Regions from separate parts of the Muntiacus reevesi genome. Here region 2 is linked to region 1. The links are chromatin contacts, called in public Hi-C maps. All regions are on one chromosome and are shown on one strand. Each heading gives the region's core, a stretch centred on a gene start, on an enhancer-like site or on the middle of the called end of the contact. The rest is flanking DNA. Distances are from core to core; before and after follow the strand shown. Region 1 holds the start of MGME1 (mitochondrial genome maintenance exonuclease 1). Region 2 holds the start of ZNF133 (zinc finger protein 133).

The links. Hi-C and Micro-C count contacts between places; a contact is called where the count stands out from the background.
Region 2: a Hi-C map of blood shows a contact between it and region 1, with 5 times the contacts expected there. The contact joins the promoter of ZNF133 here to the promoter of MGME1 in region 1. A contact is called at or near these places in 2 of 3 Hi-C or Micro-C datasets (blood and muscle).

Annotation. Positions count from the first base shown.
Region 1 is chr2:37,229,780-37,234,232 of mMunRee1.1, forward strand. It overlaps MGME1 (mitochondrial genome maintenance exonuclease 1), which reads left to right and starts at 1,912. Exons shown (of 5, transcript XM_065921273.1): 1 at 1,912-2,026; 2 at 3,863-4,438. The coding sequence starts at 3,931. It overlaps SNX5 (sorting nexin 5), which reads right to left and starts at 1,747. Exons shown (of 14, transcript XM_065921272.1): 1 at 1,603-1,747; 2 at 1,274-1,355. The coding sequence starts at 1,324.
Region 2 is chr2:37,388,052-37,392,504 of mMunRee1.1, forward strand. It overlaps ZNF133 (zinc finger protein 133), which reads left to right and starts at 1,779. Exons shown (of 5, transcript XM_065921280.1): 1 at 1,779-1,903; 2 at 3,050-3,233.

The sequences.
Region 1 (4,453 bases), core at 662-3,161:
CAAAAAACCATTTTAATCCACATCACAGGACCAATATCAGAGATGAGAAAGAAAAATGAAGCTACGTGTTAAGAGTAACATTTAAGTTTCCTATTTCCTTACTTCTGCAATTAAAAGAAAACTGGGGAAATAATTCCTTTCCTGTAGTCACTAAAACCAGAAGGAAGTAGCCTTCACAATCCTGTCGTGCTGGAGGGTGGTAAAGGTACTTAAAACCAAGCAGGGCTATACAATACTAAGAAACAGAAAGGTCGAGTGAAGTTTTAAACAGCAGTGTAAAACTAATTCTGGATCGAGAAAGGAGATGCAAGGTGGGGGATATCAAAATTTCTATGAGTCCATCTCTTTCTAGAGAGAAAACTACTTTTGGAATCTTCCAGCAAAAGTCTTCTCAAGTTCCCACTTCCGGCTTTAGGGAGAAAAAAGAAAATTTCTTTCAGCTTTGAAAGAAAGAAACCTCCCCCCCCCCCCCCCCAACGAAAACACTCTCCTCACACTTTCAGTAACTAACCCAGCAGCCCTACGGAGGTTCGCCACCTACTAGATGAAAAGGTCTCTCTCCAAAGACCTGTGGACCAAAAAACGTGCTTTGGTTTCTAAAGCGATGCCTTCCAGACAAAATCTGAGAGCACCTCGAGTTTCTAGATTACCATTTTTCAATTTTCAATTAGAAAAACTTTTCTGTTGACGGTTCTGCACAAACCGCGGTGGCTCACACCAACCCCTGTATTCTCCAAAGCAAGTTGCTTTGGAGACAGGACCGATAAAAGCGGAGACCTAATTCTATCTTTAATCGGCTACGGTGACACGCATTTATTGCACTGGTTACCTTTTAGATCTAAAGATTCGGGTGGCAGGGAAGGATAATTTAACGTCCACACACGTCTAAAGGGCGAAAACTTCAGCTATTTGATAACCTCATACAATGACACAAGTCCCACAGCGGCGCACTGAGCGCTTAGTGAAGTTGCAGGCGACACGGGTCCGACTTCGGCCTGGGCGGAATCTCCCCAGAATTTCTGGAGGGGTGGGGGCGGTTCGGAGCTCCGTCGCACCATGCAAAGTGGGTCTCACGTGCGCCGCCGGGCTCCCCGTGGGAGAACCGTGTACCACAAAGGCGCAGCGTGCTCCCCCGGCCCGGGTCCCGCGGGAGCGCCCCAGACCGCGCGGAGGGAGGGCAGCGGGGTCCCCTAGGGGCCCGGGGAAGGAGCGTGGGGCCCAGAGGGCCGGCGGGGCCTCCCAGCTCGGAGCCCGAGCGAGGCCAGGGCCTCACCTTGCTGCGGTCCTCCTCCTGCTGCTGCAACACCTCGGGAACCGCGGCCATGGCGACGCGGGTCTCGAGCGGGGCCGCCTGGCTGTGCGAGGAGAGAAGAGGCTGGGCCGCCGCCGCCGCCGGGGCGCCTCTCAGGGGAAGGGGCGGCCGCGGCCCCGCCTCCGCCAGCCTCCCTGCCCGACGGCTGCGGGAGGCCTCGAGATTCCGCCACCGTCCCAGCAGCCCCGGGAAAGGCGAGCGGCGCCCCCACGTGCTCCCCCAGGGCGGCCTCCCCCGTCCCCGCTGCCGTCCATCTTGGAGCCGGGCAAAGAAGCGACGCGGGGGCCTACCCTCGCTCCGGGCCACGCGGAAGCCGCCAACCGCAGGGCCGCCCTGGGGACGCGGAAGCCAAACACTCTGATACCGAGGCGCGTCTCAAGAAAGAGCGCGCGCGCCTGTGCCGGGGGAATTTATTACTCAGCCAGAGCCCAATATGGCGACAAGCTCTGACGTCAACGAGATATCGCGAGAAAGAAACGGCGCGATTTGGAGGCGCCCGCCCTCCCGGCGGAGGGAGGGTTTCCCCACTGAGCGCCGGAGAATGGACTGATCTGGGGGACCAGGGATAGGGGCGGGGCATGAGCGCCGCAATGCTTGCTGGGGCCGCCGTGCCTGGGCGGGGCCTAGCCTGAGGGCAAAGCGCGGGACGGACGAAAGAACCGGCCCGCGGGGTCTTTCGCGCGCTGAAGCTAGCGGAGGGCACCGGTTTCTGAGGTACCTACCTGCCGGCTGTTCCCTACCATGATTCTCGCGCGAGGGGCCGCCGCCGGCCTGGTCCTGTGGGGCTCCGCCGAAGCGCGTACAGGGCGGCGGGGCACTACTGACCGCCCCTGGCGGTTCAGACCGGTCGGGAGCGCGAGTGCCCAGTCTTGAGTGGATCCTAGCGGCGCCCGCTGTAGCGGATGTGAGGGGTTAGATGAGAGCTCTCCCTCTATGCTACTTTTCAGAGTCTGGTTTTCAATCTTATGGTTACCTGGGGAGAAGGGGGGAGGAATAAATGGGAGATTTGGGAGTGACATATTGTTGCTCTTGTTCAGTCGTGCACGACTCTTTGCGACCCATGGACTGCAGCCCAGCCGGTGGACTGCAGCACGCCAGGCTCCTCTGGCCTCCACCGTCTTCTGGCGTTTTATCAAATCCGTGCCTATCAAGTTCGTGACGTGAGCTTCCCTGGTGGCTCAGACGGTGATGCTATCTCACCGGCTTATCTTCTGTTGCCCCCTTCTTCCTTTGCCTTCCGTCTTTCTCCTCATCAGGGTCTAATTGGAAAGACCGCTCTTCACATCAGGTGGCCAAACTATTGGAACTTCAGCAGCAGCTCTTCCAGTAACTATTCAAGGTTGATTTCCTTTAGGATTGACTGGGTTTGATCTCTTGGCTGTCCAGGGGACTCAAGAGTCTTCTTCAGCACCACAATTGGAAAGGGTTGTGACACATACCCCAGTACTTCTGAAGAAGGAAATGGCAACCCACTCCAGTATTCTTGCCTGGAGAGTCCATGGATGGGGTCGCAAAGAGTCGGACACCACAGCACAGAGGCAAACAAGGACCTGCTGTAAAGCACGGAAAACTGCTCGATACTCTGCAATGGCCCATATGGGATAAGAATCTTAAAGAGAGGGGATATATGTGTATGTATAACTGACTCACTGCTCTACACCTGAAACTGATATAACATTGTAAATCAGCTATGCTCCAATAAAAATGTTTTTTTAGAAATCTGATGTTTAGGGATTAGTGGTTAAACTGCTAAGTGTGACCACCAGGCTCCTCTAGCGTCCTGTCCTGTGTTTCTTTGTATCGCACAGAGCTCCCTTCACAGGCAGCAGTTGGCACCATAGTGAATGTTAGGGACACCTTGTGCTATGCTGTCTACTATTTCACATTTAACAAATGCTGGTCCTTCAGAAGTAGTTTTGTACAAATAGTACCAATTCCAAGCTCAGCTGCAGGACAAGACAAGAGATTGACTGATAAGCTTTTGGGACAAGGAATAGCAACTTTATTTGGAAAGCCAGCAGACCCAGAGGATGGTGGACTAGTGCTCCCAAAGAGCCATTTTTCCAGAGTTAGAATTGAGACTTCTTTTATCCTAAAAGAGGAGGGAGTGTTGCTGGTTGTTGCAAACTTCTTGGTGCAGGAATCCTTTGTTCTTGTAGCTACCCAGGGAGGTCTGATCACAATGCTCCTAAAAACCTCAAACAAGACAATTATTTTCTGTTCTGTAACTTTTTATGCTTGGAAAAGTGTTAGTACCTTTAAAGATCAGAATTCTGAGAATGGGCCCTTCTGTATATTCCAGGCTGTAGCCATAACATTCTCCTACAAAAGGTGCAAAGCCTGCATTAAGCCCTAGCAGGGAACTAAGGTTAGAATTAAAGGAATAGAAAAGTCAGGTTTGTTCTCTGTTAAACATGTTGGGGAAAAAAAAATGTTGAAAAAGCTTATTGAATACAATTTTAAAGAGCAATAGCATACTGTTGCAGCTTTCACTTGGATGGTTCAAATGTTTAACACATCTAATATCTAATACCACTTTCTCTTTGATAGGAAAGCAAAAATTGAAAAGGCCTTCAACGTTACAAGTATACGAGAGGGAAGTGAAAAAAAGTCTGAAGATGAAGGTATTTCAGACCATCTGCAGGCAGCTTCAAAGTTCAAAGACGCTTTTTGTAGAAACAGCCCCCCGTGTTGTTTTCTCCACTTCCTCTTATTTGTGGGGCCGGAAGAAAAGAGTGAACCCTTATGAACAAGTGGACCAGGAAAAATACTCTGATTTGGTCAGGTCTGTCTTGTCGTTCAGAGGCCATGCTCGGACTCCACAGTCTCTGTTCGAGGAAGATGCTTTACTCTATGGACCAGTGAGTAAGAGTAAGGCCCCAAAGCAAGAAGAAGCAGTTCCACAAAATTGGTTTCCTCTGTTCAATCCAGAGAAAAGCATAAAACCAGACCCAGCAAGGGATCCTCCAGTTCCTCTGAAAATCCCTTTTCAAAGGAATGCGATACCAAGCGTGACCCGAGTCCTGCAGCAGACCATGACATCAGAACAGACTTTCTACCTGGAGAAGTGGAGGCAGCGCATGATTCTGGAACTGGGAGAGGATGGCTTTGCCGAATATACTTCAAGTAATCTTCTCAATC
Region 2 (4,453 bases), core at 529-3,028, 160 kb after region 1:
GGGTGACATTCTTGACTTTCTTTGTTCATTGCTGGTGAGGACTAAGAATGGTTACACAAAGGATGTTTTGGGCCATTAAGCCATCACATTACAGGCCCCCCCACCCCACGGTGAGCCCTGAACTCAATCTCAAGCCATCAGCCCCATCCCCGTGTACTTCAGGGGACTAGGATGGGAAAGAACAGGATGCTGGCCCTAGATAGCTAAGGTGCTTGTCAAAAGAATGCTTTCAGTGTACCCAGACTTTGGCATCTCTCCTTCATAGAAAAGCAATAAATTCATTAACTTGATGTCTGGTTTTAATTAATAGTAATTTTTTGATGTTCTGATTATGTTTTATAAAACTCCAATATATCCTGGCTCCCCTGCCCTTCAAAGCAGTCCTTCAGAGCTAACTGAGAGGCTGCTTCCTAGGCTTCAAGTCCTCTGAAAACCTGCCTAATAAAATAGAATTCTCAGTTTTTAGGTTGTGCCTTTTTTTTTTTTTTTTTTTTTTTTTAGTGGATTCTAATTTCTTGGTGAACTACTAGTCCTAGTGTAGAGCAGAAAGGGATGTGGAGAGTGTCCAAGTCAGACTAGGGACTTTCCTCAGGGCAGGGGCTGAACTGAATTCACTGTGAACGAGGCAGCTTCCGGGCAAGAGAAGGGAACAGATTCACCGTCCGGGAGCTGAGAATGAATTTTAGGAAATGCTAGTCTCTCCTTGGCTTTCCGGGCACATGTAGGGAAACTAAGGATGGAGAAAAACAGTATGCTGGCCCTAGATACTTAAGATGCATCTCAAAGGAATGATTTAAGAGAGCCCAGATTCTTTCATCTTCCCATAGTAGAAAAGTTCTAAATTCATTAAGCTAAGATGTCTGTTCCTTTGTGATCAGCAGTAACCTTTTGATGTTCAACCACCCTGTTTTCTTTTCAGCAAAAACTCCTACATATCCTGGCTTCTCCCATAACTCTTTGAAACAGTTCCTCAGAGCTGCAAGGCTGTCTTCTAGGTATAAGGCCACCAAAGAAAACATAATTCTCAACTTTTAGGTTGTCACTCTTGATATTTTGCTTTTTCCGTGGACACTACAAGGGGCTGAGCCCTAAGCTATGGTCTAACGGTGAGGCTCCTGTCCCTCAGAAGATGGATGAGATTGCCCATAAACGCGCGGACTGCGACAGAGGGACAGGATCTAGGGAGGGCGGTGAGGGTGCGCTAGTTGGGGACATGGGCTCGGAACCCGGGGCTGCCTCTTTTGACAGTAGGATCGCGGGAAGATGCCTCGCCTTCCCAGTCTCAGTCCCCACCGTGGGTTTAAGTGAATTAAAAGAAGCTGATCGACATCACGCCTGCGCAGCTCACGGACCCCTCCCCACCTGACGCGACACAGCCTCGCTTTCCCCGCAAGCAAGCGTGGCCCGGAAACCGTTGTCCCCTCCGCTGCGCACCCCAGAAACTAAACGGAGATTACCCGGGCACATCACTTCCGCCAGCCGAGGGGTGGGCCCGGCACCGGAGGCAGGAGTCACTGCTAGGGTCACTGGGGAGTGTAGTCTTTAAGGCGGAGGCGTTAGCGAAGGGGTCACGGGAAGGAGAGACGTTTCACCCGGGGTCCTCTGTAAAAGGGGGCGGGGGCGGAAATCTAGGCGCCACAGCAGCCATTCTCCCGCGGGCAAGTTACCGAGAAACAGTTCCCTCAAAGGCCTCTGGGCGCGCCGACCATCCTGGGAGGTGTAGTCCCGGCGCTGGGCCGAGGATTCTGGGTAGTGTAGTCCTGGTGCTGGACCGAGGATTCTGGGTAGTGTAGTCCTGGCGTCCTGGCCCAGCTGGTGGCTGTAGTGACCCCTTGTTCCTCGCTGGTGAGTGTGGCGCCCGTGGGGCTCTAAGCCGCAGCCGTGCCCTTCCCTGCGCGGAAAGGTAGGTCCTGAAAGTCTGGGCTGTTGGCTGGGCCTGAGGCTGGGGACTGTGCGGGTGCCGGGGAGAGGAGGCGGCGGCGGGACGCGCTGTCGCGGTTCAGGCCGTGCCCTCCCGGATGTCATATTTGGGATGTGAGCGCGCATCTCCGATGGACGTGGGCGAAGCTCAGCCGCGATTCCCAGTGGTGGCGGATGCCGGAATCCAGCCACGTCCCGAGGCTCCTGTGGGTGAGGACACGTTAGACCTTGACCGAAAGAGCGATGATGATGGGGGGGGGGGGGGGGGGCGGGCGGGGGTCGCTCTTACCCCCAAGTCCCTGGGGGCCAGAGGGTTGAGTAAGTTGACATTGGGCCCTGATGTTTCCCAGGTGCTGGGATGAGGACCAGCCCGCCGCCAGGAGTTTTGGTGGGTGGTTTGCCGTGGGCAGCATGTGCCCGGGATGGGCTGGGGGTGGAACGGGACACTTTGGCAGCGATCTTGGGTGTGTTTTTGGCCAGTCGCCCCTGGATTCAGGCCTTGGAGGAAGAGGTTGTCTGAGGTCCACTGGGCAAGTTTCTCAAAGGTTCTGGAAACCTGCATTGACCACAGCAGTTACGGATGTGCATGGCTCGGGTGTGGCCCGACTTTGGGATTTTGAGTTACATTTTAAAGTTCTATTAGGGAGAGATTTTAAACAGAAATAAATAGAACTCTACAGACCCACCATCCAGATTTAACCCTTGTCACTTCGGGAGCAGTCTTGATTGATCTCAAAATGACACAGTGAGACGCCTTACAACCCACAGAGGTTCACTGTCCCTGCCCTACTTGAAGAGCCTAGCCTCGGCTGCCAGCTTTCATCCAGACTCTGTGACTTTGTACCGTGTCACCTTAGATAAGAGACTGACTTCACTGTGCTTCAGTTTTCTCATCTGTAAAATGAAGATAATAAATCGTACTCCACTGGATTGTGAGGCTAGAATGAAATAAGACGGTTCTGTGCCTGGAACCGTCTCTGATGTGTACAGTACTAAGTGCCCAGTGAGTATGAACTTTGCTTAGGAAGGTCAGAGGTGAGAGTGGGTCAGCTCAGGCCTGGTGTCGGCAGTGTTATCGGGGCAGGCTGTGTTGTCAGCGAGCTGCCCGCAGCCTTTTCTTCTGTGACAGGTCCATTCCTGATGCCTTTAAGGAAGAGGCAAGCCTCCCCTCCCAGGGCGTGAGTTTCCAGTGACTCTCCCGAACCTTTCTGCTCTTGTGCTGCCCAGAGAGGAAGCCTGGTGGGCAAGGGGAGGGCTCCTGACAGTCCGGACTCAACGTGGGGATTCCTCGCCTTCCGTGTGCTGAACCACAGGTGGGTTTTCTTCACTCAGCCTTGACATCTTGTGCCCAGCACGCCCCGCCTGGGGATCAGAGCCCAGCTGGTTTCCCCAGGGGACACGGTCTGTGGTAGGGGTGGCTGCTGTCACAGGGACTCTTGTTCAGACCCTGTGTCGTCCTTTTTTTTTCCATTTATTTTTATTAGTTGGAGGCTAATTACTTTACAATATTGTAGTGGTTTTTGTCATACATTGACATGAATCAGCCATGGATTTACATGTATTCCCCATCCCGATCCCCCCTCCCACCTCCCTCTCTACCCGATCCCTCTGGGTCTTCCCAGTGCACCAGGCCCGAGTACTTGTCTCATGCATCCAACCTGGGCTGGTGATCTGTTTCACCATAGATAATATACATCTTTTGATGCTGTTCTCTCGAAACATCCCACCCTCGCTTTCTCCCACAGAGTCCAAAAGTCTGTTCTGTACATCTGTGTCTCTTTTTCTGTTTTGCATTTGGGTTATCATTACCATCTTTCTAAATTCCATATATATGTGTTAGTATACTGTAATGGTCTTTATCTTTCTGGCTTACTTCACTCTGTGTAATGGGCTCCAGTTTGATCCATCTCATTCCCTGTGTCCTTCTTGACTACCTCTCCATCCTTGTGGTTTGTTCAGGCCTGTGCACTCTCAGGCTTGTCTGTTGTGAAGGCCTCGGCCTTCTGTTCTGGTTCCAAACGGCGAGGCCCTCACTGCCTCTGTCCCCGTCCTGTCATCTCACTGCAGTTAACTTAGCAGGCAGCTCTAACACTAGAGCTTCCTGTAAAATAACCACAGTGTAGTGATGACACTACACTCAAGAGAGTTAATAGTTGTTTCAGTCAGAGCAGCTCTGTTCAGAGACAGGAGAGGAGAGGTGTGTGGCCGGGGAGGAATTCCAGGGGACAGTGTCCCTGTCTCTGGTCCTCCCCCCATTTCTGACCTTGCAGACCTCAGTGAACACCCGCAGCTGGGCCTCTTTGTTCTTTCCAGGCTCACCTGCCCCGTTCTCTCAGCAGCACCTGCGCTGTGCCCTGGACCACTGTCCTTCTGGTCTCCACTCCTGCTCTGCCCTCACTCTTGTCTCTTGTCCACCTTCTTGTCCCTCTCCCCACCTGCCTCTTGAATTGGGCACCTGAGGTTCACATACTGAACTTGCCACTCAGCCTGCTTGAAAGAGACCTTCCTAATTGTTTGCTTCTGTCCCAACTCC